2 separate regions of the Mus musculus genome follow, and region 2 is linked to region 1. Evidence: chromatin contacts called from public HiCAR-type data. All regions are on one chromosome and are shown on one strand. The core of a region is the stretch at or near the end of the contact, and the rest is flanking DNA. Distances in the headings are between cores, read along the strand shown.

Region 1 (4,767 bases), core at 2,018-4,517:
TCCAGTTAGCCTTTCAACAGCAGAGCAGCACAGTGTGGAGAAGTACCTGCAGAGATGAGTGTGCTGTTGTGCACCCAATGACCTCTTGGCACTTATATGATATGGAGGGGATCTTGACACTCCTAGGTATTTCAGAAAATGCAGATCACGAATGCTGTATGATGAATTTATTCCACCTAAATATTAGCCAGACCTCAGATGGAGGAGTCTCTGGGAGTCTGAGGCAACAGAAAGAGACAGCATGGGGTGCAGCCTGCTGAACCTGGGCATGCTCTCTGAGAGATGTCACCATGCATTATACTGTGGGAAGGCACCCTTGTTCCAAAAGCCAGATAGATGTTCAATTACATGTAAACAGAGACCACTTGGCAAGCAGTAGCAGATGATGCAAGCACAGAAGATGTAGCCAGAGCACGCAAGCACACAGAGGACAACATGCAAGCCGTTTACCTCCTCGGCATGGCCAGGACACTCCTGTGTACTCAAGCGTTTCCGAAGGCAGATCCTATCACTCTTGAGATGAGAGGGTATTTAGAATGACTAGTGATTTATCTAAAGGACAGTTACATTGATGATACGTGTGTACTGTTTTCTAGAATTGGCAGAAAGTCCAAAGTGGGACAAAATTAATGTTTAAAAAATATTGAAAAGAGCATGCGTAGTCTTTGTGCAGAGTGGCTAACCATAGGTCCTCAAGTCAAGGCTGAGAAATTAAACTGTGCAGTGGTAAGAGCACATCAAACATAGAGTATTCCCAGCTGCGGGGTCAAGGACTTCCCACAGAATTAATATTCATGAATTTTGAGGAGCAAACAGGAATCATCCAGTCACAAGGAAGTTAGGGTATATTTCAGAAAGTTTTTTAAAAGCCACCTGAGTCAAAGGCTATGGGTAAAAGAAGGTACAGACTGCTCCGGAAAAGCCATGAGCACCTCCTTCCCACCCTATATGAACATAAAAGGACCTGGCAGTGCACACCTGAGATCCCAGAGCTCGGGCGATGGAGTCAGGAGGATCCCTGGGGCCCACGGACTAGTCAGTCAGTTTAGCATAATCAGCCTAGGTTCAGAAGACACCCTGTCTTAAAACTGTGGTCGAGGGTGATTGAGGAGATACCCACAATGACCTCTGGCCTCCACACCTGCATGCACATAAGCATGCACCCATGTCTGCATGTGCACATATGTGAATACATGCATGCACACACACCAAAAGAAAAAAAAATAGAGTTTCAGAGTGGCCATTTTGAGCAGGTCGACTGCAATACGCTACCTTAGCTCTAAGTGGTTGGGGGCGGGAGACAGCCCTTCCCTGTTCTCTACAGCCTCTGCATTCTGGCAGTGCAAGCTACTCGTGAAGGCACCCCAAAGGCATCCTAGCTCGGAGGCCCCTCCTAAATTTCACACAAAAAACTTCGTGTAAATGAACAGAGAGCTTTTGAATATGGTCAGCTCCACAAGGCCATGGGAGTTAAAGACTTTGGACTTGAAGAACAGAAGGGAGCTAGCTACTGAAGGTCCCTGAGCAGGGGTTGGCATAGCAAGAGCAGTCAGTCCTGCAGCAGCTGTGGAAGGGCTGGAGTGGAGTCAAGAGACTCCAGAAGTTACCACGGTTGTCCAGGCATGAAGCAAAAGGGGAGATTCGATGGTATCCATGGCAACGGAAAAAGGAAGATATGAAAATTATTCTGAAGGCAGAAACAACAGGACTTGATTAGTGATTGGATATGGGTGTGTGGAGGAGGCAGGAGCGAGGAATGACTCAGGGGTTTTGTGCTTTGGAAGCTTGTGGGAATAAATCTGAAATAGGAACACTAATCAGAAGCGCTGCTGTGATGGGGGAAATGGAGAGTACGGCTTAAGGCATGCTGGATTTCACACAATGATGGAATACATAAGTAGAAATGTTCTCTGCACATCACAAAGGATGCGGTTCCCTCCTCTGCTTCTCTGGCGTTAAATGCATAAGAGAAGCCCTTTTGGAAGGAGGGGACCTGCAGAATAAATTTCCTGCTTCTCTTACTTGTAATAAGCTGTTGCAGAAGGCCTTCACTGTCATCATTGGCTTTGTCTTCAAGCAAACGCAAAGGACTATTCAGCATCTGTTTATGCTTGCCAGCTGAACAGGCACAATTCACAGTAACAGATCCTGAACCTGAGAGGGCTCCAGGCTGAGACAGCTGACATTTACAAGGCCAGTCCTCAGAGAAGACAGTAGGGCAGTAGTTACTGAACCATATCTGTGTGAGGTTAATGGTCATGTTCATACGCCATACGGAGAAACCACGAAGAGGGAAGGATGCTGTCCAAATCAGAGCAGCGGGGACCAGAGGATACTGGGAGTTTGAGATAAAAAGAAAATTACCTAGAATTCTTTTTTTTTTTTTTTTTTTTTTTTTGATTAGTGCTAACTTGAGTCATCCTTTCCTTGGGAAAGAAGAGTAGACTGGGATGTGACTTACAATCTACAGTTATTAATTAATCTGTGATCCAACCTTATCATATTCACAGATTCTGGAACATCCACAGGATCATGCGGCTGACCTTCAGGAATGCTGGATCTCACATCTAAATCCCTGAGAAAAGTCCACAGTGTTCTATAATGAAATTTAGCTGCTAATTAAACATAGCAGAGTACAAACCCCCCATAAAAGGACTTGTGGGGCAGTGTCTTCAGCAAACTTCCTTTCCCATGTAGGACAAAGTCCTACCGCATGAAAGATTCAAAGCAGGTGTCCCCACCATCCCTGTGTGAGCAGTACATGCCTAAACACAAATACTTTTATTTTCCCCAGTCGCTGGGTTCCTGGGTTTCATGAAGGACTCGTTCAGCTCTGTCAACTGAATGGAACGTCACTGTACATCGGGACAGACTGATCAAGTTCAGGGCATATCATTCACTTTCATCCTTCTGTCTACTGTGCTGTTAGCAAGAGTTGGTCAAGCCCTGTGTGGATGCTGAGGAAATTAAAAAGCTCCATGAAGAATAGGCTCGAAGACACTACCTCCTGTGTCTACCGGGATGAGTGAGGGTCCCCTTCTCCTGTGCTGGTGCCCGTAGAGTTTCCAACCTCACCTAAGAACAAGCGGGATTAAGTTTCTCTGTAAAATGTAGACAGAATCTTCACATTCAACCTTTACATAACATGTTTTGTTTCACTACATTCGAGGGACTTTCCTAAAGCAAGGATCTTTATCTTTGCAGCTACCTCTGTGTGTGCAAGCTTGGTTTCTTTTCTCTCTGGCAGCTTCCTCCAGAGCCTTAGCCTTACCAGCATCCTGTGACTCACACTTTCATTTCTTGTAAGTCGACACAGAGAGCTGTCCCTGACGCGCTTGGAGTGATGGATTAAAAATATTCAAGAGAAAAAATAACAAACGCAGTTACACTTAAACCATGTGGGATGCCTCCTATCTCTCCCCCTTTCGTTTCTTTCTCGTTGGCTTTCTACTGTCAACCTGCTTGTCACCAACAGTGGGTGTCAACCTGTCAGTTAACTGTCTATCACAATACATCACCTTTATTAGAGGAGTTGCAGAGCAAGCCTGTGGTCCCTCATTGATTTGCCTGTTGCACCCCACATGCTGCCTCTCCCTGCACCTAGTGATTTTCTCCTTCCCATAGCTGGGGCAGCCAGGCTCACTGCCTTCCCTCGCTCTCAGGCCAGTTATTTCCCTTTCCCGGATTACTCTGTTAACTTCACAATTGCAAAGAGCATGGCATTCGTTCCTCAAGGGTCCTACTGCATGAAAATAAAGATGCCATGCCTAATTCCAAGCCTGGGGTGAAAGCAGAAATGGGAGGTGGTGAGATATAGTATGTGGCAGTTCAGATGGAGGAGCCTCAATAGGCATAGATACCACAGACATCTATGAGCTCTCTGTTGAGGACAGTTTTCCAAAAGATGCACTAATCCTAACCCTAACCTCAATCCTAACCCTAACCCTTGTTAGTACAAACACTGACCTTTGTTGAGCTGTCTTTCCAAAGAAAGGGTACCCTGAACCTGTAAAGGAAAGAAGTGCTCACTACCCATCACAATGGGTTAAGGTTCATAATGCTCAAGACCCCCTCCTGTTAAATAATCTACTCCACGTGCAGATGTTGCCCATACCTCTTCACAGTCTACACTGCTGCTATTCCAGCTTAGTAAACTCTCTCTCTCTCTTTCTCTCTCTCTCTCCTCTCTCTCTCTCTCTCCCCTCTCCATCCTCTCCTCCCTCTCCCCACTCTTCCCCCTTTCCTCTCCCTCTCCCTCTCTCCCTCTCCCCCTCCCCCTCCCTCTCCCTCCTCTCTCTCTCTCCCTCCCTCCCTCCCTCCCTCCCCCTCTCTCTCCTTCTTCTCCTCCCCTCCCTCCCTCTCTCTCCCCCTCTCTCTTTCCTCATATTATTATTCTGATATTCCACCTATTTCGAGTACTCTGAGTAATAACATCCTTTGTTTTACCCCAAAGAGTTTTGTATGTTCTGTGAAAAGCATCTAAGAAACTACCCAGCTAATATATTCACTTATATGTGGGGGGGGGGGGAAGCTCAATCCCTCACAGTTTTTGAGATTTTTTTTAGCTGTCAATAAGAACATTAGGCAGATGAAAACTTAGAGGCTAAACTTTCTAGTCTATCACATCTTGAAATGGTTAACTCCCCTCTCCTCTTGCTCCACTCCCGCCTCTCTCTAGTCTATGTACATTCCTGGCCTCCATAATGATGGGCTGTAATAGCCCATTTACTCAGTAGAGTGGATTTCTGAAACCCATTTCCAGATTAC
Region 2 (4,605 bases), core at 1,090-3,589, 250 kb before region 1:
AGGTGGAGAAGGCATGCCTGATTCGTGATATAAGTGGTGTTATGTTTTATATTTAAAATATAAAGACTGTGTGTATCTTTCACCCAAGAACATAAATAGTTGGGGGCTGGAGAGATGGCTCAGTGGTTAAGAGCTCTGATTGATCTTCCAGAGGTCCTGAGTTCAATTCCCAGCAACCACATGGTGGCACACAACCATGTGTAATTGGATCTAATGTTCTCTTCTAGTGTGTCTGAAGACAGCTACAGTGTACTCACATACATAAAAATAAATAAATAAATAAATCATTTAAAGGAGAAGGAGAAGGAGAAGGAGAAGGAGAAGGAGAAGGAGAAGGAGAAGGAGAAGGAGAAGGAGAAGGAGAAGGAGAAGAAGAAGAAGAAGAAGAAGAAGAAGAAGAAGAAGAAGAAGAAGAAGAAGAAGAAGAAGAAGAAGAAGAAGAAGAAGAAAGAAGAACAAAGTAGTCTAAGGCAGGGAAAAAGCTCCAGGCCAGGATTTTGAAGCCCCCATCTCCAGATGTGTGTTTGATTTCTAAATATAGTTGTATGTTCATAGGATCTCTCGAAGGAACATGGGGCCTTGGGAAGGGTCACACAGCCTTGGTCAAGCATTTGGAATCTTTTCAGTAACTAACTAGTCATTAGTAGTAATTAGCTGACTGCTATTAATTAGCTGTGATCTTTGATAATTTGCTTCCTTTAGGTCTCAGTTCTGAAGTGGGTTTGGCCTAATGCTGCTGGTGTTATAATGTTAACTTTGGTCTGCAAAACTGCCTACACAAGTGTCTGTACCTAAAACACTGAGAGACTCTCCTCACAGTTGGCTCCAATTGGTAAATAAAGATCCCAGCAGCTAATGGCTGGATAGGACAGACAGAGGCAGGAATTTTAGGATTCCTGAGCTTTGGAGAGGGAGGAAGAAAGGAAGAAGGAGAATTGCCATGGGAGGGGTGGAGGACTACCAGCCATGTAAGAATTCTGGTTAAGTGACTCTAGTGGCCACTTCCCCAATTGGGTCTGGGGTAGCAGAGATGAAATATAGATTTTTTCAAGATGTTAAGTCCGAGATACTGGAAAGATTAGAAGTGTCCAGCTTTTGAGCTAGCTGGGGCATATCAAAATTAAATGGTGTATGTGTGTGTGTGTGTGTGTGTGTGTGTGTGTGTGTGTGTGTGTGTGTTTCATTCTTGAATCCAGTTAGATCTTGGGTGGGTGCATGTGCAATCTGTTGTGAGCATGGGGCAGGTTAACAAACTACTGCTACACAGTTCCTTGAATACAGAGGGACAGAATCTCTAAGCACTTCCTAATCTAGAACTCAGGTAGCACAGTGCTGGGTTGTATGGGAACTGCTTTAGAATGCTGTGACTCTTGGGATGCAGCCAGTGGGATACAACCTACTGTGGACAATTCTTCGTTTACAAGGGAAGCTTGGCTGAATGCGAAACTCACCGTGGTATCTGTCTCTATTCTTACTTGACTACTATATTAATTATCCACTAAATAAAAAATTACCTTCTGAGCAATATCTGTCAGACAACACACATTTTTTTCTGTATCAGTTTTTGTGGGGTTGATATCTGGTTGTGGTCTAACTGGGTACCTCTGGCTGAGGGGCTGTAATGGGGCTGCAGACTGCTATCTGTGCTTTGGTTACATTTTACATTTTCTTGTTCCTGGGCCAACTACCTGACAAAGCAACTTAAAGGGGTGTGGGGGAGCACTTATTTTGCCTTACAGTTCTAGGGGGTGCAGTCCATCAGGGTGGCAAGGAAATGTCTGCACGGCACTGGGAACACACTGTTGGGTCTCCTTACTCTTTCATATCCTGGTGAACATGAAGCAGACTAAACCACAACTGGGGCTGAGCTATGAAGTCTTCAGGCCTGCCCCAGTGACCTACAACCTACTATTGGCCTCTCCCTCTAAAACAGTGTACTAGTGGGCTGCCAAATGTTCAAACACACGAGCCCGTGGGATACATTTCACACTCAAGCCATATGAGATGGCAACCTCACTGCTGGGAGCTCCTGCTTCTGAGTCTACCCACCTGGATGGTTGGCCAGCTGTTCATGATCTAATTCAAAGTGCATGTGCACAGGCTTGTCCATAGTGCTTTTGCACAGCACAGAAGGCAGCTGCCTGCACAGGGGCAGGGTGAGGTAGCTCCCAGCACAGCCGAGACAGGGAAGAGGATTTGTGCAGTGATGTGTGCTATTCACTGGGGCCTGAACCTCAAAGAGAGGGCATTTTTGAGCTTCTGAGTTGCTCCTTACCACTACAGTGACTTGGTTGACATTTGGGAAAGAAATTATGAACCTGTTAAGCCAGAGAAAAACACTGTAGTCTTCCTTTCATCAAAGGAAACCACCTACAAGTCACCAAAGTGGCATGTGCTGTTCTAGGTTGGTTGACAAAGTCTCTGGTTTGCTAGCATTTTGACTAATTTTTCTTTAGTGAGTCTCTTCAGAAACCAGAAAGTTGGAATTTCCCTACTAAAAACTAGGTGCCACCAGGCCACAGTTTGCCTTGTTCGTAGAATTTTTTCCATGTACATCTAATGGGACCCAGAGACTTGCTCAGGAGGTTGGCATGGGCTTGGGGTGGGGTATATGAGATCCCAGGCATTTGCTGCTGGCTTAAAGACAGACCCTGAGGTCCAGAAACCTTCCCTGGGGTTAAAACTGGGACAAGAGCCTCTCTCAAACCTCTCTCTGTACAGGCTATCCACTCTTATCCTTTTGCTGTATAACAGAGTTAGCTAGATAAGCCATGATCTAGACAATAAACAGCGCTTATACTGCTCCAAATCGTTGGGCACAGCCTCCAGAATCTCAGATCTCTGGCCAGCACTCCAGTGGGACAGTCTCCTCAGCTCGTTTCCCATGCCTTAGCCCAAACCCTACTCAGAGGAAGAAGTTGCTGCTGCTGCCCTCACCCTCAGGAAAGGCTGGTAACTCACTTAGAGGTCACTTTGAACCAAATGGAAATTTCCTGAAGGCCACTATTCCAATGAGGAAAATGACCCACAGCAGTTCTGATAGGGGCTCAATTTGGAACTAAGGTTCAGGATCCAGACTCTTTAAATGACTGAAGGACTCTGTTTCCAAAATTAGAGAAGACACCTAGGAGGACAGTGGTGTGGTTTATGAAGTTCGAGGAGGATACTTCTCAAAGAAGACTTTCTAGGGTGCCAAACAACAGAAAGAGAGAGAAACAGGATGGACAGGACCATCCAGTAAAACCGGGAGGTCTGCTCCCTCCAGCCTGCAAGCATCTTATATAAAAATGTCATCTGTAAAAATCATGGAAGAAGCAGCAAGCAAAATCAATGCCAGTGACATCATGCTGAAGAGAAACAGCCGACATCTCACCATGGGGTTTTTTTTACAGATTAGTAAAAATTTGTCATGATTTTTTTTTTAAAGCATGAAATTTCATGTTTCTTCCAAATCAGGCTTCTTTCACTCTGTGGCAGCCAGTGCTATGGTGTTCCACCGATTCCTCTTCCTTTGTGGTGGTACTGTCCCTCTAGCTATCAAGGTGTTGCCGACTGACCCATCACTGCTGAATGAGGAGATTTCTCAGGGTAAAGGTTAGCATCCTCCCTCTGCATCTTGTGACCAGCTGACAAGGAACACAATTAACAAGGCAAAGGCACTAAGCAGGAGAATCAGACTTCAAATCAAAGCGAAGATTATGCAAGATTATGTCCTCAACGTCCTTACATGGAGCTCACACAGCAAGATGACAGTGACTATTATTATTAGTAATAGAGCAGGCAAGCCTAGCCAGAGATTTAAGCAAGATGGGTCATCTCCCAAGACTTAGAACATTTAGCCCCACTTCAGTAGAGCAGCCTACACAATGTGCAATTCTGAATTTCAAAGGTTATTCTAGAACACCGTGAATGAGCAGGACATGTATGGGATGATTTTGTTATGAACAAGAGCACAGGTAGTGGTTTACCTTCTCAGAGACATGTGAGTTGCTTGGATGATAGACAGGTTGCAAGCTTGGCATGGAGTTATCCTTCTGCCAGTTTATTAATGGTTCACATCTGGGCTCTGGTAAAATATGTTTGCGTGGTTAACAGTGTACTTAGATATAATAATAAATAAATCTTTTTAAAAAATGAACATATGCTCATCATAAAAATGCATACTTTGTAAACATCAATATTAAGATCACTGTTTCATTTATTTTGTGGAGAGATGAGGCCTGTGCCTCATTCAAAGACCCCATTTGAGCCTTTCAAGCTGAATGCCAAATAAATAAATATCCATTTAAGTGGAATCTTCTTATATGAGAACATATTTCACACCTAATGGGTTCTCCACACCTGGGAGCACCCCTCACATGGTCTTAATGGGAACTGCCACAGACACAAAATGACTACCTGTCCCAAAGTAATTGGTCCAGAGTCAAGCTGCTTGACAGGTCTGTCTACATGACTAGGCTAAACCAGTTTAATTTACTTTGGTTTTATGGATATTTTCTGGTTGGAGCTAGCCAAGGTGAACCAGACAGTAGATTGAGTTTCTACTCCAGTGCCAACCACATTGTGCTATTGTGAGGCCGAGAGAGGAAGCTGTAATACCACTCA

The links. HiCAR-type assays count read pairs that join an accessible place to other places.
Region 2: a HiCAR-type map of Th17 cells shows a contact between it and region 1, with 4 times the contacts expected there. The contact joins two enhancer-like sites. A contact is called at or near these places in 4 of 15 datasets of contacts at CTCF or cohesin (CD8 T cells, the NIH/3T3 cell line, large pre-B cells and 1 more), 7 of 484 Hi-C or Micro-C datasets (B cells, the C10 cell line, bone marrow-derived macrophages and 4 more) and 7 of 115 datasets of contacts at active chromatin or transcription factors (CD8 T cells, T-cell acute lymphoblastic leukemia, Th17 cells and 4 more).

The regions. Positions count from the first base shown.
Region 1 is chr9:13,893,196-13,897,962 of GRCm38.p6, reverse strand. No RefSeq gene overlaps it. Among named protein-coding and RNA genes, the nearest start is that of Fam76b, 68 kb to the right of the region's middle. Within about 2 kb of position 3,267, at least 90 of the 459 cell types and tissues checked have an H3K27ac peak or open chromatin away from gene starts, as enhancers often do. A contact at or near this core is called in Th17 cells and regulatory T cell precursor, where this site is marked.
Region 2 is chr9:14,138,510-14,143,114 of GRCm38.p6, reverse strand. No RefSeq gene overlaps it. Among named protein-coding and RNA genes, the nearest start is that of Gm39292, 12 kb to the left of the region's middle. Within about 2 kb of position 2,339, at least 8 of the 459 cell types and tissues checked have an H3K27ac peak or open chromatin away from gene starts, as enhancers often do. A contact at or near this core is called in Th17 cells and regulatory T cell precursor, where this site is marked.